2 separate regions of the Cricetulus griseus genome follow, and region 1 is linked to region 2. The links are chromatin contacts, called in public Hi-C maps. All regions are on one chromosome and are shown on one strand. Each heading gives the region's core, a stretch centred on a gene start, on an enhancer-like site or on the middle of the called end of the contact. The rest is flanking DNA. Distances are from core to core; before and after follow the strand shown. Region 1 holds the start of Ddx52 (probable ATP-dependent RNA helicase DDX52). Region 2 has its middle 39 kb from the start of Heatr6.

The links. Hi-C and Micro-C count contacts between places; a contact is called where the count stands out from the background.
Region 1: a contact with region 2 is called in a Hi-C map of the CHK-Q cell line, with 5 times the contacts expected there. The contact joins the promoter of Ddx52 here to the enhancer-like site in region 2. A contact is called at or near these places in 2 of 8 Hi-C or Micro-C datasets (the CHK-Q cell line and the CHL-YN cell line).

Annotation. Positions count from the first base shown.
Region 1 is chr7:97,185,776-97,190,772 of CriGri-PICRH-1.0, reverse strand. It overlaps Ddx52 (probable ATP-dependent RNA helicase DDX52), which reads right to left and starts at 1,585. Exons shown (of 15, transcript XM_027426439.2): 1 at 1,433-1,585; 2 at 150-348. The coding sequence starts at 1,519.
Region 2 is chr7:97,034,319-97,039,698 of CriGri-PICRH-1.0, reverse strand. No RefSeq gene overlaps it. Among named protein-coding and RNA genes, the nearest start is that of Heatr6, 39 kb to the right of the region's middle. Within about 2 kb of position 3,913, at least 1 of the 6 cell types and tissues checked has open chromatin away from gene starts, as enhancers often do.

The DNA of each region.
Region 1 (4,997 bases), core at 336-2,835, 150 kb before region 2:
CCTGAGTATCACTGTGGTAGCAATTAATAGCCAGTACCTAGATATAATCCAAATGCCATCAACAGAGGAATGGGTATGTGTTGTCTGATTTACCAGCTTGCACTATTTTGCAGCTGGAAAAAAAAATTAAACAGAAAGCCAACACTAACCTGAAATCATCTTCTTTCTTTTTTTCTTCTTGGGCTCCTTACTCCCTTCCAACAGGCCCCCTTCTGTTTTCTCCTCCTTTTGGAGCTCCTGGTGTGTTTGTAATGCTCCACACTCATCTGAGACAGACTTCTTGTTTCCGAAGAAGTCTAGCCCTTGCAGCACCTCCGAAGAATCAGGATTGCATTTCCTTTTTCCTACCTAAAACCCCCAAAATTTCAAATGAGATCTGCTGCCAGAATAGTGCTGTTTTCATCCAAACACGACTATCACTATGGAGGACAAGAATTCAGTAATTCATCATTTTAACCCTTTTAACCAGGAATCTGTTGTGTGTTTAGGCAAATGGGATGCAAACAAACACACCCCTCTCTGGCCTCCTTACACTGGCAGCAATGAATACTTACATTTTACTACATGTCAAGCATGTTTATTAGATACTAAATTACTTCATCCTCACACCAACAGTTTAACAATAGCACTGCAGTCAAGACGAAGAAACAGACATTGCCCCCCACAAAGGTTCTGTTCTCTTACGGTAAGGTTTATGATCGAAATGTTCACAAATGAGCCCCTGCTGACTTCCCTGCATGCTCACTACTTTTCTAAGACACGCCCCTCCCCGCATTTCAACATCACTCTTCTGGTTGGTTACTTAAAACGCCGCTGGTTGGAACGTTGAAAAGAACCATGTCCAGTAAATTCCAGCTATCTGCACACTTAAGTCAAACCTCGGTAGGCTACCGTGAAAAGACTGTTCTCCAAATTCCTTTCCTCTAGTTTCTGAGAAGAGGCCTTTGAAAGGATTCTAACTTTGAAAGTAAAGTAAGCCGGGCATTGGTGGCGCACGCCTTTAATCACAGTACTGGGAGGCAGAGGCAGGAGGATCTCTGTGAGTTCGAGGCCAGCCTGGTCTCCAGAGCGAGTGCCAGGATAGGCTCCAAAGCTACACAGAGAAACCCTGTCTCGAAAAAACAAAAAAACAAAAAGAAGAAGAAGAAGAAGAAGAAGAAGAAGAAGAAGAAGAAGAAGAAGAAGAAGAAGAAGAAGAAGAAGAAGTCGGGAAACAAAAGTGTCGGTGCCAGGCTTAACTGAGCCGACCGGGGCTCAGAAGACAGTGGTCCAGAAGTCTGGGGTCAAACTGAACCCTAAAGAAGGGGAATGCTGCCCCGGGGGCGGTCGGAGCCGGCTCCGGAATCCCGCGTGCCCGCTGCCCCGCAGCCAGCAATCACCCCACGGACCCCGCCCCTTCCCGGACACTCGGCTCCCCGTGTACAGTAAGCACCTGGAATCGAGCAGCGTCGGCCGAGAACCGCTTCACGTCGAACTTGGCGCCGGCTCCGAGCCGGCGAAACAGATCATAGGCATCCATCTTTACCCACAATGCCCCGCAGCCTCACAGCGCCTGTGTATACGACTTCCTCTCCGCGACTGCTTCCGGAGAGGCCGTAGGCGGAAGTAGCTCCAGGAGGCGGAGCCTGTGTGTGACAGGCGTGGTGTAGTTTGAGCTGTAGATTTCGTTCACAAAACAGACGCTTCTTGGGCGAGGGAGTGTTCTAGACTTGTATGGATAGTGTGGTGAACAACACGCCAAGATTCTGCACTTACTGTTACAGTCCAGCGGGGACGAGATACAGTTAATCAGCTACTGTAACTTAGGAAAATGAAAAGTGCTGTGAAGCATAGTTAAAGGTTTGATGGATAGAGAAGGGGTAGAGGCTACTTTTAGTTAGATTGGTCGGTTCAATCAAATGTTTGAACTGAGAAGGGGCTGCTTTTCCAAACACGAGAGCAGCATTCCAGATTAGGGGAAACCATTCTGAAGAAGGGAAACGGTCTGAGACATTGTTAGAACAGAAGCCAGGATCTGAGTTGCTCTCCAGTACCACACAAAAAAGGAAAGAGAAAAAGGAAAATAAAAGGGGGGATGAGGAAGGAAGTGGCTGGAGCTAAGTTTACAGGCTTACAGATGGAGGGGGCAAACAAACCTGAACTCAAAACAAGGGCATTGTGAAGTATTTGGATTTTGATGTAGACATGCTACAAAACTGAAAATGTTTATGGAAGGGGCAAGTATCTTAGTTTCATCCTCACTGTATTTGAAATACACAACTTTTTTTCCCCCTTTGTAGTGTTTCTCTCCTGGAGTGTAAGTCCACGAACATGAAGATCTACTTTGCTTTACTGTTGTATCCCTGGTTCTGTATGCTCTCAATAAATGTTTGATGAATGAATGTGTGAAAGTATCATACATAATTCCTCTAGTTATTTGAAGAAAAGACATACAATGAATAAGAGTGGAAATGGACACTAAAGTAGAAATGGTGTTGCCTTTGTCTGGGTTGATATCTATGCAAGTGTGGATAGATTTGGCATATAGTTTGGTGGTAGAGTTTAATGTACCTGGGATGAGGAAAAAGAATAAAAGATAACTAAGTACTAGGGTTTGGGCTGGGTTGATGGCATGCCATTTACTGAACTAAGAATAAAGGAAGAACAGCTTTTTTGGTTGGAGGCATAAAACATGGAATTGTTATGTTTTATAGATATGAAGATTTTTAGTTGATTAAGTGAAGCCATCCAAGTAGGTACCTGGACCTAAGAGTCTGAAGCTCAGGAATGAAGGTGAAGGCTGAAGAAGCAAAATTGGGAGCCATTAACATATAAATAGTACAGTACATATACTCAAGGTTCATATATCTATATCACATAGAGATAAATATATATCATGTATGTAATATATATGGCAGGACAGAGTGAAAAATAGGTTGTGGTGAGACTTTTACACTTAAGTAGAGTAGGTATGGAGTGAGCATGAGATGAGACTGGAAATTTTTTTCTCTGATTCCTTCTTATAGCTTACAGTGGGGATATCTTAATGTTTTAAGTATTTTTACTCCCAAAAAATAGTCCCCTCTCAAAGGAGGGGACTAGGGAGATGACTGAACAAACAAAGACGCTAACTCTGCAAACTTAATGATTCTACTTTGATCATGGGAACCCACGTAAAAGACCAGATAAAGCAGTGAAAAAGTTTGTAGCCTTTGGCTTAGTCAGGGCCAAAGTTTATCCAGGTAGATACAGTGGTGGTTATGGTTTCTCCCCCTCCAGTTATAGCCACTCGGTATTGATGGTTCACTAAAGAAATAACCTCTCAGGAGCTGAGAGGAAAGCTCTGTGGACGGCCTTGCTTACTAGGAAATGTTCAACATTGCACCAATGACTCAACTCCTGTCCATCCTTTCAGAGAATAGAGTTTCATTGCTCATTAAATTTGTGCTGTAGATCCATTGCTTTAAAAGCATGGGCTTGGAGTTCAGTCTGAATCTCACAGAGATCCATGTGCCTCTGCCTTCCGAGTGCTGGGGTCAGTAGTATGCACCACCATGCCTGGCCCATGTTCCTCTATTTTAGCTCTTTTCTTACTGCACTGCATTTTTATCTCCACATTTGTCCACGGTCTTTGCAGTTTCTGAAGCTGAGACCATGTGTTATGCCTCCTTTTAATACATTTGCTGAGCATGTAGTCTGCTTCACATTAAGATGTCAATAAGTGTGTGTGTGTGTGTGTGTGTGTGTGTGTGTGTGTGTGTTTTGCTCTGTGTGTGTTGTAGTGTGTCTGTGTGGTCTATGTCCAGGTTTGTGTGGATGTATGTATGCTTGCATGCATGCATGTGATTGCACATAATGTATGTGGCCAGAGACAGACATCACCTTTATTTTTATTAATTTTTTTAAAGATTTATTTATTTATTTATTTATTTATTTATTTACAATATTCTGACTCCATGTATGCCTACACAGCAGAAGAGGGCACCATATCTCATTACAGATGGTTGTGAGCCACCATGTGGTTGCTGGGAATTGAACTCAGGACCTCTGGAAAAGTAGTTAGTGTTCTTAACCTCTGAGCCATCTCTCCAGCCCTATTTTTATTAATTTTGTTAGATTAATTTTTGTGTGTGTATGCACATGCTACAGCACATGTGTGAAGGTTACAAAATAACTTGCAGGAGTTGATGTTTTCTTTCCACCTTGTAGACACCAGGAGTCAAACTCAGGACTTTAGACTTGGCAGCAACTACCTTTATTTGCTGAGCCACCCCTCTGACCCTCCACATCCTTTTTTAGATTTATTTTTTTTAATGTTTGAGTGTCTTGCTAGCATGTGTGGGCACCACATGTGTGCCTGGTTCCCCCGAGGTCAGAAGAAGGCACTGAATCCCCTGAAACTGGAGTTATACGTGGTTGTGAGCCAGTATGTGGCTATTGAGAACTGAACCTGGGTCCTCCATAAGAGCAGTAAGTGCTCTTAACTCCTAAGCCATCTTTCCAACCCCCACATTTATTTATTAAACAAGGCCTCTTGTTAAACCTGAAGCCCATCCAATTGGCTAGGCTTAATGTCCAATGAGCTTCTGGAATCCATCTGTCTCCAAAGCCATCTGCCACCTCTGCAGTGCTAGGGCTATGGGCACATGCCACTGTACCTGGCTTTGTGTGTGGGTTCTCTGATTCTGAACTCGGGTCCTCTTGCTTGCATGGCTAGTCACTTGCAAACTGAGCCACCTCCAGAGCCCAGTAAATCTTACTGAGCTAAGGAGATGGGATGAAACACACAAGGATCTCTATGAGCTTAGCAATGGACCTATTTCTCTAGATTGGTGCTTTGGATTAATACATTTTGGCAGTCTGAAGAATGAAGTCAAAAGGAAGCAGACTTACACCATTGCCTGCCTCGACAATATCCAGCTGACTCATTAAGAGAGCACTTCCTCTTGGGGAAAAACAAAACAAAACTATTTGAAAGTGTCGTCAATCAAAGTGGAGAGGAAATTGAATCATGGGCT
Region 2 (5,380 bases), core at 2,664-5,163:
CCCATTGTCTCTGCTCTCAGAAATAACCACTTCTAATGCATTGGGAAAAAGCTCTGTGTCAAACCAGTTGTTATATGCACGTGTGTGTGTGTGTGTGTGTGTGTGTGTGTGTGTGTGTGTGTGTGTGTGTGTTGTGTGTGTGTGTGTATGTGTGTGTTTGTGTGATTGTAGCATGTTCTATTTCCTTAACACTGTAGTCCAAGCATACTCCACATTATTTTCTTAAGTTTGTTTGTTTATTTTGAGACAGGGTCTTTCTATGTATCCCTGATTGTCCTGGAATTTACTGTGTAGCCCAGGCTGGCCTGGGATTCACTCACTATATAGCCTAAGCTGCTCTTGAATTCATAGAGGTCCTCCAGAATGCTGGGATTTAAGGCATGCACTACCATGCCTGGCAATTTAAAAGTTTTTTTTCCTGAATAGTTTTAGTATATTTAAAGTAGAGAACCTCATAACAAGCTTAACCTCAGCTGTTGGACTGTCTTTCAATTTCATCCATTTAAACATCATGAAGTCTTCATTTCTGGAAGATGCTGGAAGAAGTGTTTCTGGGTGGGAAGATTTAGTTTTAAGCACTGGGATGCATGCTGCAGGCTTTTCTCAGAAGTATGGGGCCTGAGGCCCCTCAGACCTGAAGGTCTGTGTACAGGTGGGGCTGGTGCTGAAAAATGGCTCAGACCCTGTGGCTTTGGCCAGTTCATTACCTTCACTATCTCCTGTTGGTACAAAACTAACCGTCCCCTTCCTAGAAGTCCTAGAGTGGATGTACTCACTGCTCATGTGCCTGAGTCTCCTATCACAGCTGGAAAGTGTATATGTCATCAGCCACACCCCGGGAAACTTTCCCTTCATGTAAAAGGGCCAAAAGAATCTTCTAGAAAAGAGCCTGCCATGACCCAAGATGCTTTGGTGTCAGCTGGGGGCCGGGCGAGGAAAAGCCTCCTGTTCCAGGGGGAAAGTTCAGAAAGAGCTCACACTAGCGGATGCCCGCTGAACACGTGTCAGGGGCTGGAGCTGTGCCAACCGCACCATGCTTAGTGGCGGATCAGTCCCCAAGCAGCTTCCCTGCCCTGTGTTACAGTGAGGACTAGTACTCAGGACACGAATTAGACATCTCAGAGAGAGACAGAGACACAGAGGTGAAACAGAGACACACAGAGAGACAGGGAGAGAAAGAGACAGGCAGGCAGGCAGGCAGGCAGACAGACAGACAGACAGACAGACAGACACACACACACACACACACACACACACACACACACACACACAGAGTTGCCTGGGAAAGATTGTGGGTATGATTCAGATTCACATGCTAGAAGGAGAGAGCCATCTCCTATGCGTTTGTCCTCCAACCTGCTTATGCATTCTGTGGCGTTTGCCCCCCACCCCCCAGACCAAGTAAAATTGATATTAACAAGCTCTATGATTTAAGAAATCGCCCCACCCCAAGTCCCTGTAATGTAATCTTCATCCAAGTTCCATCCAAGCAGCTGTGTCCTCTGTTCCATTTCCCAGCCCGGCTTCCACCTGCACAGCCTTCAATGCTAAGCATAAACCACACTTGGAACTTCAAGGAGCCAGCCTAGGGCATTGGCATTAGGGAGCATGCATGCCGACAGTGATCTGAAAATGTTACTCAGAAGTTTCCTCATCTGAGTCACGGAAGAGGAAGCGCACTCTTTGCCCTCACTGCTAAATTTTGTTTTCAGGACAACACCATGTTAGTGGAACTGCCTCACGTATAGAAGATACTCACAAAATGTCCCAGTAATCCATGAGCCTCCTTCCCAGATGACTGGGACTGACTCTCCCTTTTCTCTGGCCTCCCTTCCCCATCCTGTTGTCTTCTATGCTTGGGAGGTGGGGCCAAAAGCTCTTACGGCACCTTCTCCAGCACCTTGCACACAATCCTTGTTCAAGAAATTAAGCTTAACCAAACCTTTGCCGTTTCCCCTTTTTCCTGTGATACTCATGCTGACTCTGTCTCACTGCTCCAGAGACATCTTGTTCTACAGTTCTCGTGGCCACCTCAAATCCAGCCTTTTGAACCAGAGCTCTCTGGGCCCATGGCCCATATAACCTAGAGGAAGGATTCTTGACTGTGGGTGTCTTAGCCATCCAGAGGACATCTGGCAAAGTGTGGGACAACTTTGGGTTGTCACAGCAGGGGTAGGGGTTCTTATCTGCATCTGGTAGGTAAGAGGTCTGAGCAGTTGCCAAGCATCCCCCAGTGCCTCACAAGGAACTAACCTGTCCCAGGTGTCAACAGTGCTGTGGCTGAAAACCTCAACTTAGAGGGCCTTCCATGGGGAGGGGTTTCTTCATGGCAAAGTTCTGCTCACAGCCCATGGCTCCTACATTCCTCCTCTTCACGGTGGGGGACAAGGCCAGGAGGGTCCCACACCCCAGTTGTCAAGGTCATCCTCTCCTTGGTCCTCCTCCCCATCTGCTCTTCTGCTCATCTGTCTGCTGTCCCCCTAACATGCCCCATGCCGTCACCTGCCTGTACCACTCTTGGGTACCCCCAAGTTCACCTCCTGCCCGTCTCTGCTCAAAGGTCACCTTTCCAGGGAGGCCTTCCCTGACACTTAGCCGAGCTACGGTCTGCCCAGAGCTTTCCACCCTGCCTCCAACTGTTTTTCCATGGCTCTGGTCCCGGGACCCCAGTTCATTGATTATGTTATTTTATTGTCTTGCTGAAGAGGGACATCTACAGGGAAGGATTTTTTTTTTTTCTGTCTTGTTCCCCGATATTTTCTCCTGCCTGGTTCTCACAATATATTTGCTAAATTCTTCCACTATCTTCTCCAGTGAATTAATGAATGAAATCATACTGTTCCCAAGCTGTTCCTTTGATAATGTTTCTTTATGAAATCGTGGTGGTCTGACACCTAAGTGTCACGAGTACAGTTACCCTCAGAGTCCAGAAGAGGGCACTGGATCCCCTGGAGCTGGAGTGACAGGTGGCTTTGAGCCCCTGTACATGGGTGCTGGGAACCCAATTCAGGTACTTTCCCCTTTCATCCCCAACACCTGTTTCCCCTAGGCTCAGGCAACCGATTATCTGTTCCGCCTGTGGGGTTTGCCAAATTCTGGACTTCTCATGTAAATGAAAACCTACAATGTAATGCGACTGGCTTCTTTGACTTAGCATAGCATTTCAAGGCTCACCCATGATGTGGACTATGTTAGTATTTTGCCTTTTCTACAGCCTAATAATATTCCATTGAGTAGCCACGCACCATGTCGTTCTACAATCATCAGCTGGCCAGCTGTTTCTAGCTTGGGGCTACCCCACATGATGCTGCTGTGGGCAGGTCTGTACTTGCTCACATCCTTGTTTCTTGGGGGTGTCATCTGGAGTTGCTAAGTCACATGGTGACTGTGTGGAAACTTTGGGGGTACTACCAGCTACACTTTCTTCCTAGCTTTAGGAATCCACATCCAGCCAGGGGCTGGGCTTCTACGGTCCATGTTGCCTTTGGCTCTACCTAACCTCTTCTGTAGTTCCCACCTGGGAGATTCCTCTATAACCGACACCTCAGTCACGAGGGAGGGAGTTTCAATATCCCAGGGCCCCGGCCACACCTGCAGCAGGTGAAAGCCACTCCCTTCAGGTGGGACCAGCAAGGGAGCTTCCTCACACTTGAGTGACTAAAGTGCAGCCTCAGGTAGGAGCCCTCCCCTCCTCTCTTCTGTCTATGCTCCACTGCTACCTGGGTGTTTCCTAAAACTAATCCGTCCAAGGTACTTCCAGAAAGCCTCCTCAACACCGCCATGACCTCTTCCACCCTCTCCCAGGTGGAGCGCCACACACTAACCCAGCAGAGCCCATCTGCTAGGTCACACCTCCCTGCCTTGGGGTAGGCCACTCCCTCCTCCTTCCCTTCCACCCCCAAGCAGGAAGAACTGCCTGACTGGCTCTCCTCCTCAGTCCTGTGCTGGCCTCTGTCCAGCCCTCACCGCCCTCACCTGGGAGTGCCTCTTGCCTTGAACTGGCTTAACATTCACCTTTGAATCTGAGAAAGCATGCATCTGTCTGGTTTTACGTCGGTTTCTCTGGCTGTGAGTTTGGGGGAAGTGACAAATGAAAGAAAGGTTAAAGAAGGTGGAGTGTCTGCTGCTTAGGTAGGAGAGGGGCCATCAAGGCAATCCTGCCAGCTGCCCCAAGTCCCGATGATTTTATCAGGGTGGGGCAGACACTCCCTTGGCTGGGAGTTCCACATATTTCAATGCCACAAGGACACCCGCCTGCATTTTCCTGGGCTCAGGTGTGTGGCTGGTATGTGTCACTGCTCTAGCTATGAGTACAAGTGCCAAGCAAGTGCTGCAGAGGCAGGATAGGACAGTTCTTGAAGTTCAAGGCTAAAGCCTCAACCTGAAAACACAGGCCACAAATCTACATTCAAAGGGCTAGAGATGAGTGGAAGGCTCCTTGGCCCTCCTTCACCTTCAATCTCTAAGCTTGAAAAGGCAATGCCCTCCTCTTGCCAAAGGAGAGATGGCACAGGAGTTAGGAGCACTGGCTGCTCTTCCAGAGGACCCAGGTTCAATTCCCAGCACCCACATGGCAGCTCACAACTGTCTGTAACTCCAGGTCCAGGAGATCCAATGCCCTTTTCTGGCCACTGCATGCACTGTACACATGTACAGTCACACAGCGGGCAAAACACCCATACACATAGTGTGTGTGTGTGTGTGTGTGTGTGTGTGTGTGTGTGTGTGTGTGTCCCTCAAGGTTTGTTTTGTGGTGAAAGAAGCTGGGGAGACAGGGATGGCCCAGGAGGCTGCACTCAACTTCACTGGCTTTATTTCAACACTAACCTTTACAATAGCTTTTTATCTCAGGTCCCGAGGATTCAGAAAAGCCGTGTTTGGGAAGACTGTAGCCAGATGTGGTAAAAACAAAAATAAAAGCCCAAGCTTGGAAATGGTATTCTTTATATGTCTAATCCCCTCATATCTGGGTTTCACACATGTGTGGTAGCAGAGTTTTGTATGAGATCTGAATTCTATTCTTCCTGTCCCCTTGGTGAGCCTGGTCATGGGGGCCGCCATTTTCCTCCTCTGAGGCCTCAGGGTTCATCTGTACAGGGGATGTTTGATACCTTTCCAATTTACTCAACAGACTCATGCCAGAACCTGTTAGTGCCTGGCTGGGCTGGCCATGCAATAAAAGCCACCAAGACATGAAGTGACCTTATATCCAGCAGGGAGACAACAGATGAATAAACACACCAGGGTAGTAAAGGATGCTCTTAAAGATGGGAACTGGGGGTGGCAAGGAGAGTAAGTTTCCCCCTCAGTTGGGAAGGGTGACTTTGTAAGCCAACACTGACTGTTCAGTGACAACTACCTCAGTGGATGTTCCCAAGCA